Regions from separate parts of the Mus musculus genome. Here region 1 is linked to region 2. A link is a contact called in public Hi-C data. All regions are on one chromosome and are shown on one strand. Each heading gives the region's core, a stretch centred on a gene start, on an enhancer-like site or on the middle of the called end of the contact. The rest is flanking DNA. Distances are from core to core; before and after follow the strand shown. Region 1 holds the start of Lurap1 (leucine rich adaptor protein 1). Region 2 holds the start of Efcab14 (EF-hand calcium binding domain 14).

Evidence for each region. A called contact is a pair of places that touch in the nucleus more often than the background predicts.
Region 1: a Hi-C map of CD8 T cells shows a contact between it and region 2, with 2.5 times the contacts expected there. The contact joins the promoter of Lurap1 here to the promoter of Efcab14 in region 2. A contact is called at or near these places in 3 of 39 promoter capture datasets (erythroid cells and liver), 2 of 484 Hi-C or Micro-C datasets (CD8 T cells and neutrophils) and 1 of 9 other capture datasets (pancreatic islet).

What each region holds. Positions count from the first base shown.
Region 1 is chr4:116,141,381-116,146,767 of GRCm38.p6, reverse strand. It overlaps Lurap1 (leucine rich adaptor protein 1), which reads left to right and starts at 2,152. Exons shown (of 2, transcript NM_026547.1): 1 at 2,152-2,471. The coding sequence starts at 2,274.
Region 2 is chr4:115,733,848-115,739,317 of GRCm38.p6, reverse strand. Efcab14 (EF-hand calcium binding domain 14) reads right to left here and starts at 1,548. Exons shown (of 11, transcript NM_001368627.1): 1 at 478-1,548. The coding sequence starts at 659.

The DNA of each region.
Region 1 (5,387 bases), core at 903-3,402, 410 kb before region 2:
AGGCAGATGGGCCTCTTAAGTCGAGGCCATCAACAGACTCAAAAGAAAAATCACCCATATAGTTCTAGGAAGTCAGTATGTAATATTTAAATTTAGAAGGAATGGTAGAAAATTGTTTAAAATTATGAATGGTTGGATTGGAAAGATGGCTTAGCAGATAAGAGCTCACATTGCTCAAATAGAACCTGAGGTCAGTTCCCAAGAGCTATATCAGATGGTTCACAATTGCTAGTAATTCCAATTCTAGGAGATCTGAAACCCACTTCCGACCTCTGGGGGGACTTGTGCTTACATATATATCCCCCACAGAGACACACAGATACATAGATACACATGTAGTAAATAAATAAATAAAAATCTAGAATTATGAGTAGCTAAACACACACACACACACACACACACACACACACACACACACAAACTAACAAACAAAAAAACCCACAAAACAAACTGAAAGTGGTTTTTGGGAAGTAGGCCCAGAGCTTTGAAAGAATAGAGGGAAGAGATTTTTTTTTTTCATTGTACATCTTTTTGTAACAGTGGGTTGGAAATACTTGGATTAAAATCCCAAACAGAACAAAACAATCTTTTTTCTTGGCCCTTTTTTGTTGTTGTTGTTGTTTTGTTGTTGTTTTTTTTTCAAGACAGGGTTTCTCTGTATAGCCCTGGCTGTCCTGGAACTCACTCTGTAGACCAGGCTGGCCTCAAACTCAGAAATCCGCCTGCCTCTGCCTCCCAAGTGCTGGGATTAAAGGCGTGCCACCATGCCCGGCTCTTTCTTGGCCCTTCTTTACCTGTAGAATTAAGTCCAAACAGCTTAGAAACATAACCGTGTCACTTAGTGTGGTTCTCAGAACTGTAGCATGGCTATCCCCCTATAGCTTCTTAGAAATGCAGACTCAGGCTGATGAGATAGCTCAGCGGTTAAGAGCACCATCAGCTCTTCCAAAGGTCCCGAGTTCAAATCCCAGCAACCACATGGTGGCTCACAACCATCCGTAACAAAAATCTGATGCCCTCCCTCTTCTGGAGTGTCTGAAGACAGCTACAGCATACACACATATAATAAATAAATAAATCTTTAAAAAAAATGCAGACTCTCAGGTCTGGGGCTGGGGCTGGGGCTGGGGCTGGGGCTAGAGATGGCTCAGCAGGTAAGAGCACATACGACTCTTAGAGAGGACCCGAGTTCAGTCCTAGCACCCATGTTACATAGTTCACAACTCTAAGTCCAGCTTCTAGGGATCTGTTGCCCTTCTGTGGCCTCTAGACACCTGTACTCATGTGTACATATCCCTACATGAACATACTTTTAAAATACTTGTAATTAAGATAGAAAATTATCTTTAAAATTAATCTTTAAAAAAGATTTTAATTCCTGGTAAGGCAGTGGCAGGTGGATTTCTGTGAGTTCAAAGCCGGTCCACTCTACATAGCAAGTTCTAGGCTATGGACCACACAGTGAGACCCTCTCTGTAAAAAAAGAAAAGCCAGACTGTGGTGGCACCTGCCTTTAACCCCAGTAGAGGCAGGAGGATCTCTTAGTTCCAGGACAGCCTGGTCTACAGTGGGTTCTAGGGCTACACAGAAAAACCCTATCTTGGTAAAACAAAACAAAAGCCAATGCAGGACCTCAGGCTCTAACTTGCCAGGGTTTTCAGAGTACCCATATTTACAGTCAGTCTTAGGAAGCACCTCTTTTGTTAGCCCATGTAAGATGAACATCAAGATTTGTGGATTCCTTCAATTTTAATAATGGTTGTTTCTCACTGGCCAGGGGGATTGCCCTTCTATTACTCTTTCAGCTGATTTCTAGATGCTGGGAGGTGTCTGTGAACTGAGTGGCTGTATTCTAGCCCCTGTAACAGGCACAGCTCCTGAGCAGAAAGCCTTCCAAAACCTCTGCAGCCGTGTTACCTCGATTGGGGCTACTTTTCATCCAGAAAATATTTATTAGCTTCCTGCTGCGTGTCTAGTTGGTGCCAACACAGGGAGAAGGCACTGAGCTTTCTTTGAGGTCTTCAGTTCCAAATCCAGGATCACCTAGTCGAACGCCTCCAGGGCTAGAAGTTGTGTGCATACCACTCGGTACCTCGCTCCCCCAACTGCGCGGCTTTTCTGAGCGTTACGGCGCCCTCCTCCTGTTCCCCCACCCCACCCCCCGCGCGGGGCGGGCGGGGATCCACGGGTTTCGCTCCGCGTTCGTAGCAGAGAAGGGAGGACCCTTGGGAACCGGACCCTGGTCGCCCAGTCCTGTTCTGGCTTGGGCCCACATGGAGGGGACCGCGGAGTCCCAGACGCCGGACTTGCGAGACGTGGAGGGCAAGGTGGGCAGGAAGATCCCTGAAGGACTGCTCCGCGGGCTTCGAGGCGAGTGCGAGCTGGGAACCTCTGGGGACGTGCTGCTCCCGGGGGCGCCCAGCACCGGCCACGGCCTAGGGGACAAGATCATGGCGCTGAGGATGGAGCTGGTGAGTGTGGGTGCTACAGGCCACGGGGAACGGGATATTTGTAGGGGCAGGGGCAGGTTCCCGGAGTTGGGCTGGAGAAGAGGGTCCTTCCAAGATCAATCCATACATCCTGGGTTGAAAGCAGAGTGAAGTGACGTCTCATTATTTGTCTCCCAAGGGTGAATGAAGGGTTGATAGGTCCTGAGAACTGAGAGTAGGAGGCACATCTCTTGGAAGTTTTCCCTGCCCAATAATCGGAAGGAGAGAGGCGAGGGCTAAGTAGCACACAAAAAAAACTTAGTACAGCGCAAATTCTTCCCATCGGCATCCGGGGCCACCAATTTCTTCAGACTCCACTATAAGGCAACCGTTTTCTGCCCCCTTCTCTGGCAAACAGGGGAAGAGGTTTTGTTCTTAAGGCCCTAGGGTGTTCGTGTCAGGATTCAGAAAAAAAAAAAAAAAGAGCTTTGGTGAGGTAATACCTGCTGGAAACTGCCTGCACTGGTGGGGCACACTAAAAACCTGTCCTTTTCCTAAGCATCCCACCATCACGGTATTAGACGTTCGAAGACCTTAATAGAGGCACAGTAGCACCACAGTACGAGTTGGTCCTTCACCTGGGGCTCAGTCTCAGACAGAGTCTCAGGGTCTCTGTACCTTCTTGCAGAAAGGGGGAGGAAACAGCCACACCTCCCCACCCCCTTCTCTGGTAGCTGTTGGTCTGGTTTCTGAGCCAAATGGGCAGCCGGGTCCCAGCGGTCTCTCCTGGGGCCCTGGTTCCGGTGAAAGAGATGAATTACACCTGCCACCACTTTGCAGCCAGTTCTGGAGAACTGAGGAACTGCCAGCTACTCACTGGCTCTGAACCAGAAGCCCACACTGGCTTAACAAGTCTTCCTGGGGCCCCACTGTGTGCACAACCTGTGGCAAGCAGATCTGGAAGGGTGGAAGGAAGGACATGGGACCTTGAAGGCAGGTCCAGGGCTTTCATTCTATGGTAAGAGAGGCTAAGAGAACCTTCGGAGCTGAGTGGTCAGAGAGGATCGCTGAGGGCAGGATCTGAATGCCAAGTGTGCATTTGGCTTTGAAGGTTGTATCTGAGTGCCAGATTCTGCTGAGCAGGGCTGTGGCTGTATTCTCCTCTTAAAGAGGTCTGGTTTGTCTCTTTGTACAAATTGCTCAAGGCATAGAGAGAGTTTACCTAGTTTGTCCTTTGAAAACTAAGGTGTTTTGTTTTGTTTTATTTTTGAGATGTGGGCTTACTGTGTAGCTCAGGCTGGCCCCAAACTCATATTCCTCTTATCTCAGGCTCTTGAGTGCTGGAATTATGGGCATGTGCTACCATTCCCTGCTGGAAATTAAATTATACTTAGAATATAAGCCATGTGTTAACATCCAGGATGGTACAAGGTGTTTTTCTTTTTAAAGAACTTTAAGAAACTTTATGTGTAGGAGTATTTTGCTGGTGTGTGTATGTGTGTATCACATGCATACCTGTTGCCCATGGATGTCAGAAAGAGCATCCAATCAATTGGAACTGGAGTTATGGATGGTTGTAAGGTACTATGTGGGTGCTGGGAACCTAACCTGGGTGCTCTGTGAGAACAAGTGCTCTTGACTGCTGAGCCACCTCTCCCCAGCCATTCTTCTCGGAGGTCCTGAGATTGAACCCTCTCACACGCTAGGAGAGCGCTCTACAATCCAGCTGTACCACGGCTGCTATGTGATGTCTCCTCCATGCTTGGCTTGATACATGGTATTTCACAGATGAAAGAATGAGGTAAGAAGAGGTTAAGCAGTTGCCCAAGGTCACTCAGGAAAGTCAAGTCAGGATTGGAGCCCAGATCATCTGGCCACATTCATCATGAAGACATGCTTTGTGCCAGATACTTTAGGCACACTTTGTGTCATTGAAATGAGAAAAGTTTCAAACGCCCATGGGCTTGCTTCTCATACAGGGAATCCGGAGGCCAGCCTGACCTCTGACTCTCATTCTTTATAAACTTTGAGGGAGTACATTTAACTTCTAATTTCGTCTTTTAACTTTTGGCCCATCGAGCCTGGGGTCTAGGTTTCCCATGAACAGTGTACCAGTAGAGGAGGAAGATCTCCAGTCAGGCTCCTTTCTCCCTCAGGCCAGGAAAGCATTGATTTCTTCTTGTACTCTGCTCTACCCTCTGGTTTACTGAAGCACAAGGGTAGGGCAGGAGGTTTGAGGCCAGTAAGGCAGAGCTGACCCAAGCCCTCTGATATGCCCCTCGCCCTGCTCTCCTTGTGTAGGAGCAGACACTTGCCCTTCAGGCTAAGGTCAACCCTGCTGTTGGCTTCCTACTCTTGCTTTGTTTCCCTAGTCTGTAAAGAGCCAGATTCTGAGATGTGTGGGAATGGCAAACAATGGCAATCTCTCAGTCCACCCAAAGAGCTGTTGCTATGAGAAGCCACCCCCACAGAGCAGTTTGTGAGAATGTATTAGGCAAAGAATGGAGGAAAGACATGGGTTCAAATCTTCTCTCTGCTTCTGATGTGTTTGCTGTCTTAAGGAGGGCCCTGTCTCCTCCTTGTCTTTAGGGCTTTTTACCCTTTGGTGGAGGAAATAGGGGATAACTGTAGAACTAGACACCTGTTAAGAGCTTTTATTTTACTGACAATGTTTAATGCCAGCAGTCAGTTACCATGGCTCTACAAATTGGTCTTCCGGCTTTTAACCTGAGGCCCGATTTGGGTTGAACACAGAGGGAGCCCTGCTCTGAACACCTGGGCTGGGCAGAGTCTCATCTACTTAAGGGGAAGAGAAGGAGCCTCCAGGGAAAAGCATTAGGTGGCCTCTATTTATCTTCTGCTCTGTTTCCAAAGAGATGGCATGAAATGAGTGTTTCTTTTTCTATCGAGAAAGCCTTCTGCTTCTATTCTGGGAGATGATGCTGTCACAGTCAGGGA
Region 2 (5,470 bases), core at 299-2,798:
TTTGGTAAAAAAGACTGCTCCCCCCACCCCCATATTATTTATCGAAGGTTCACACTTTCAACAGTAAGCCCTTCACCATATTCTCCTATCACCAATATCTAAGCTGGTTAAGAAACACAAAACGAGTATTGGTCTTAAGGTCCCTTGACCTACTTTTTAAAAATGCCTAGCCCCAAGAGCCTCTCTGCTCCTCTGTCTCCATGAGTAACCTTTTTAATTCCTTCTTGGGCTATGAGCCCATTCCCCAAGTCCACACTTCCACCCTAGATTTGAAGCTCTTGTTAGACATTAGAGTGACTGCTTACTCTTTATTAAGAGTTAGAACTTGCCCTGTCCAACATCCTTTCTCCCTGTTTTCCAAGGCCTACTTCCCTTTTTCTTCCAAGGGACTCCCCTCTCCTTCTCATCCATTTGCCCGGCTGGTAGTAGTGCAAGATGCCTTTTGCCCATTTCAGCCCTCCCCACTGCTACACTCACTTGACAAAACGAGAGCGATTTCCAATTGCTCCAAATTCCTCTTCGTCTGTGCTGGACTCTGAGTCTGAGTCAGGAGGCTCAGTGCGAAGCAGGCGGTGGCTGCCTGAGCCTTGCTTGGTCTTCTTTCTCCGATGGTCACCAGCCAGGCCGATCAACGCATTGAGCTCTTTGCGCTTTTTCATCTTTTTGTGGGGGGTGAGTGGCGGGCCCACTCCTGAGCTGCCAGGTTCGTAGCCAACACCCAACTCTCTCGCTGACTTGGAGCTGCCTTCCAGGGTTGGAAATCCTGGGCCTGAGCCCCCTGATCACTCCCACCCAGAGGTGGGACTGACCAGATCTACTGAGGGCTGGAGAATAGAGCCCAGAGAAAATTGGACTCAGGTGGATGGGGGATGGGGGGTGGGGGAAGTTACATAGAGATGGCCAAGGAACTGGAGATCTAAATGGATAAATTTCTGAAACAACTATTACCTGTCAAAAGGAAAACGAAACAAAACAACCCGCTAAGTCAAGCACGAGATTCTAAGTCGTGTAGGCAACCAATATTTCTAGGAGTGCTCCAGAAAGCGGGAGAAAGATACACAAAACTAAGGTACTTTAGATCTCTGGGACAAGATTCCCAATGCAGAAGGAAAATAAACTTGTTTTTGAATGGGAGGAGAGGAGACTTTGCAGAGCAGGCAGTGGGAACTCGCTGATCCTTAACTGGAGAGGTGGTGACAGGAGAGCGCCAACACTGCCTGGGCGCCTAGAAAACTCCCAGGCCGGGACGCCCACCAGGATTCGGGATGATCACCTTCCCGTGGCTTCTGTCCTGAGTTTGTAGAGACCCGCGCGAGAGGAGCGGGAGCCCTGCTGCTAGGGCCTGGAGGGGGCGCAGTGATGAGGGGTGACCACCGCTCCGCCAGCCTGAAGTGTTCCGCCACCAGCGACTTCCGCAACTCACACGCGCCGCGGCCAGTCCAGCCGCGTCTCCGGCCCCTGCTTCGGTCGCGACTTCTCTGGATGTGCTGGCGGTGGCGGCCGCCGCAGGCTCCAGACCCGGGCCATAGCTCCAGTCTTAGCTCACTTCCCCTTTGGCAGCGGCCCCGGGCAAGGCTTGCCAGTAAGCCGCGCCCCCATTGGGCGCCCCTTGGTGACGTCACGCAGGAGGGCGCGTGTGGTGCTGGGGAGGTGGAACGTTAAAGGGGCCGCGGCTCTGGCTCGTGCTGGGTCTGGAGCCACAGTTAGTAGGCCCCGCCCCTGTCGGACCGCGGCTGACCGCATCAACTTACAGCGGAGGCAGAGTTTTGCTTGCTGAGAAGCAGGGGCGGGGACTGGCACCCGAGGCTCCACCTTCTGAAAAGTTCTTGAAAGACTCCATCCCTCTTACTCTTAGGTTCTTTAGGCTCATTGTTTTAATGGCCCAGTTGAATAATTCATCCGTCCTTCCATCCATCCCTCCACCCATCTATCCATCTATCCACCCACCCACCCATCCATCCAATAAATATTTACTGGTGGTGAAATATCGAGACTATTCTAGCTCTGGGGATGCTGCCATAAACACAATAACCAATGTGTTTTCCTTTCTGTATAGAGTTGCCAGATTTAGCAAATAAAATACTGAACACTAGTAAATTTCCAATACCAGATAAACAGTGATTTTTGGGGAGGGGGGAGGGAGTTGGACAGAGGCTTTCTATGTAGTCCTGGCTGCCCTAGAGCTAGCTATGTAGACCAGGCTGTTCTTGAACTCGCAAAGATCTGCCTGCCTTGGTCCTGAGTTCTGGGATTAATGGCATGCATCCTCACACCTGGTTTAGCTATTTTTTTTTTAAATTATAAGAGCCCTCCAATATCTATGACAACTTCATATTGAAAAATAATTCATTGTTTATCTGAAATTTAAATTCAATTGGGCTTCCTCTATTTTATCTGCTCATCTGCTCCAGCTTGTATTTGAGCATGAAAGCAACAATAGGCACACATATTACACTTTAGAAGTGGATGCATATTATGAAGGAAACCCAAATAAGATAGGGTGAGGCATGCCTGTTGTCTTTGATGAAGGGATTTTTGGGCATAGATCCTTAGGAAGCCAGAGAGTAAGTAAAATGGTATCATGAAGGAGTGCTCAGAAAGACCTGGTTTGGAAAAAAAAAAGTGATAGGAAATGAAGTTACAGAAACATCAGGAAGTAAACCTTGCAGGGTTTTGTAGAAGGAGTTTGAAAAACCATTGAGGAACATACTCTGAATTTTCAGTTTATAGAAGATGACTCTAGGGGCTGCAGAGATGGCTCAGGGATTAAGAGAGCACTGACTGCTCTTCCAGAGGACCTGGGTTCAATTACTAGCATCTGCATGGCAGCTCACAACTGTCTGTAACTCCAGTTCCAGGAGCTCCAAGGCCCTCATATAGACATACACGCAGGAAGAACACCAATGCACATAAAATTAAAAATAAGTAATTTTTTAAAAAAAAGATGACTCTGACTACTGTTTGGAAAATAAACAACAAAAAGAGAGGGAGCCAAGTATTTCTTCGGTCTGGATAGACATGAAGAGGACAGCGGAGTGGCAGTAGTGGGGATGGCCAGTATGCTGTATGCTTCTTGTAGATAGAGTTAAAGATATTTGTCGGTGGATTAGATGAAAGAAAATTAAAAAAAAAAAAAAAAAGGAGCCATGGACAACCCTAGAAGTTCGGAACGGTGCTGTGAGAAGAGCCTTGCCATTTGTCGAGAAGGGGGAAGGTTTGGGGACAAGGTCAAGAAGCCGATGATTTGATATCTAAATTCGAAATCCAGTAGGCTGCTTGGTATTTCCATAGGGAATTCTGGGCAGGAACGATGGCCTAAAATATAAACTGGAAACTCAGCAGACGTCAATGATATTTATAACATGGTGCGTTGAGCTACCTGGAAGGAAACCAAAGTGATTTAAATCCCTATATTCTCACTGTGGCAGCTGCACACTGCCTTTGCCTGAGGAAGCCCTCCTAAAGCCCAGGTGTGTGTCTTGATTTGCCTTTAAGTGTGGAACCCAGTGGTAAGCACCTAATTACAACCACCTGTTAGATATGCGATGGCATGTTCACATATGTGAACAGAGTACTGCAGAGGTAGGAGAGAGCTTTGGAGTCATGAGATTTAATCCTGTTTGCAATTCCAGCTCTGTCGGGAGACAGCTGTTGGACTTTCCTGGGGTTGTTTCCCAACTCTGTACCTGAAATAAACATCTACTTTGCAGGAGACAGTGGCTGATGCTTTTGAAGCCTGGAGTTGTGGTATAGATGCCCCATTTTTTATTGTCCCTTCTTGTTTCTAGAGCTGCTCCAACCAAGCACAGAAGCTACAAACCACATATGCCAAATGTACAGGTAAATGTCCCATTTAGCTTTGTTCTACTTGTTCCCTTGGCACCACTGGCTCCTTACCCAGTAGACACATGTGGCTAGTGGCCATAGAAAAGCACAGTCTCATATCATTCTATCATCACAAACAGTTTTATTGGTCAGATCTGCCCTGGTGCTTTCCTGGTGGGCTGGAAATGGAACGATGAGGTTACCAAACTCACAAACCGTTTCATAGACACAGACACATCTTGTTTATGGTCACTATAATCCACAGGCAATCGAGGTACCTATTCATGGTGGGAGGTCTTTCTATTGTAGATGCTACATCCATACCAAGGGAACAGTGGCTGAGTATCTCAGCTCAATGAGGGCAGGGCCAAGGATGCGCCACCCTCTGCCCTCATGCTGGTGGAGCTGGTATTTCTGCTGAGTCTGCATTTGGTGTCTCTACCTGTTTGGTCTTCTGTCTATCTTTGTTCTGGAGACCACACCTCAGTGTTGGGCAAACATCCCCCACCCCCTCCCCGGATGCTGAGTCACCCTCTAAGCACTGTATACCTGGTAGATATTTTTCTCAGGAGAACTTGGCTGTTTCTCTGGTCTATTTTCTCAGGGATGGGCCCCTCTAGTCCGAGGACCAAGCCAACACCATCAAGGCCAGGGCTCCCGAGGGGCCCATGCGGCCCTGCTTCACTGGGACTTTTGAGGTGATGCCTGCTTCTCCGTTGGGGATGCACATGCTGTTACCCTAATCCTCGGGATCCCCTATTTAAAACTTGCCTGAGAAGCAGCGAGAGTGTGTGCTGGTTCCCATGCTTCAGCATTCTCTAGAAAACCAAATATTCCTTGCTCATCTCAGCACCATCATGATGGAGGTGTGGCATGATAAACTCTTTAAATGCCAAGATGTCACGTAGGGTGGGTGACTGTTATCTACAAGCTTCTGGGAGTTCTCATGGGGTGTGTGTGGGGGGCGGGGAGCGGCAAGATCATTGCTGTCAAAATCACAGCCTGAGCAAGTTAAAGCCACACCTGAGAGCTGTACTACCTTGCAGTTCTCCCTGGAGGACATTCATTTGGGAAAGATGAGAATGGGCAGCGTGCCCAGGATTCTGGTCACAAAGTTGGATGCAGGGCTCCTAATTCCTGAGCTGAAGCTCTTCAAGACTTTAGAACCCTCTTCCCAGGACCAATGTCTTTGAATGCTGCTACTTGCTAGCTGTGTGGTCTTAGACAAATCGCTGAGCCGCTCTAAACTTCAGTATCTATTTCTGTCAAGTACTTTCAATGAACAGAACTCATGATTAGGTACATAATTCGTGAGGAATAATGCATTTTCACTTCAGGCAGGTTTAGTTTAAATAAGGCGGGGAGATAAGCTTTTCTCTTACTATAATTTCCTATGATAATAAGTTTATTTGTTCTCTGTTTAATGTTGTCCTGGTGATATGAAATGCATACAGAGGGTGAATGGCTATAGGACCCTGTCCTATGATTGGGCAGACACACCCCTCCCTTTCTCTTCCTGTTCCTGTAGTGAGGCCCCACAGAATCAGGAAGATGGGAGCGGCTGGGGAGCAGAGAACAGGCAGGCACCTGCCAATTGATCTCAGAGAGGTGGAAGTTTAGAGGTTGACAAGTGGTAAGTCTCTGT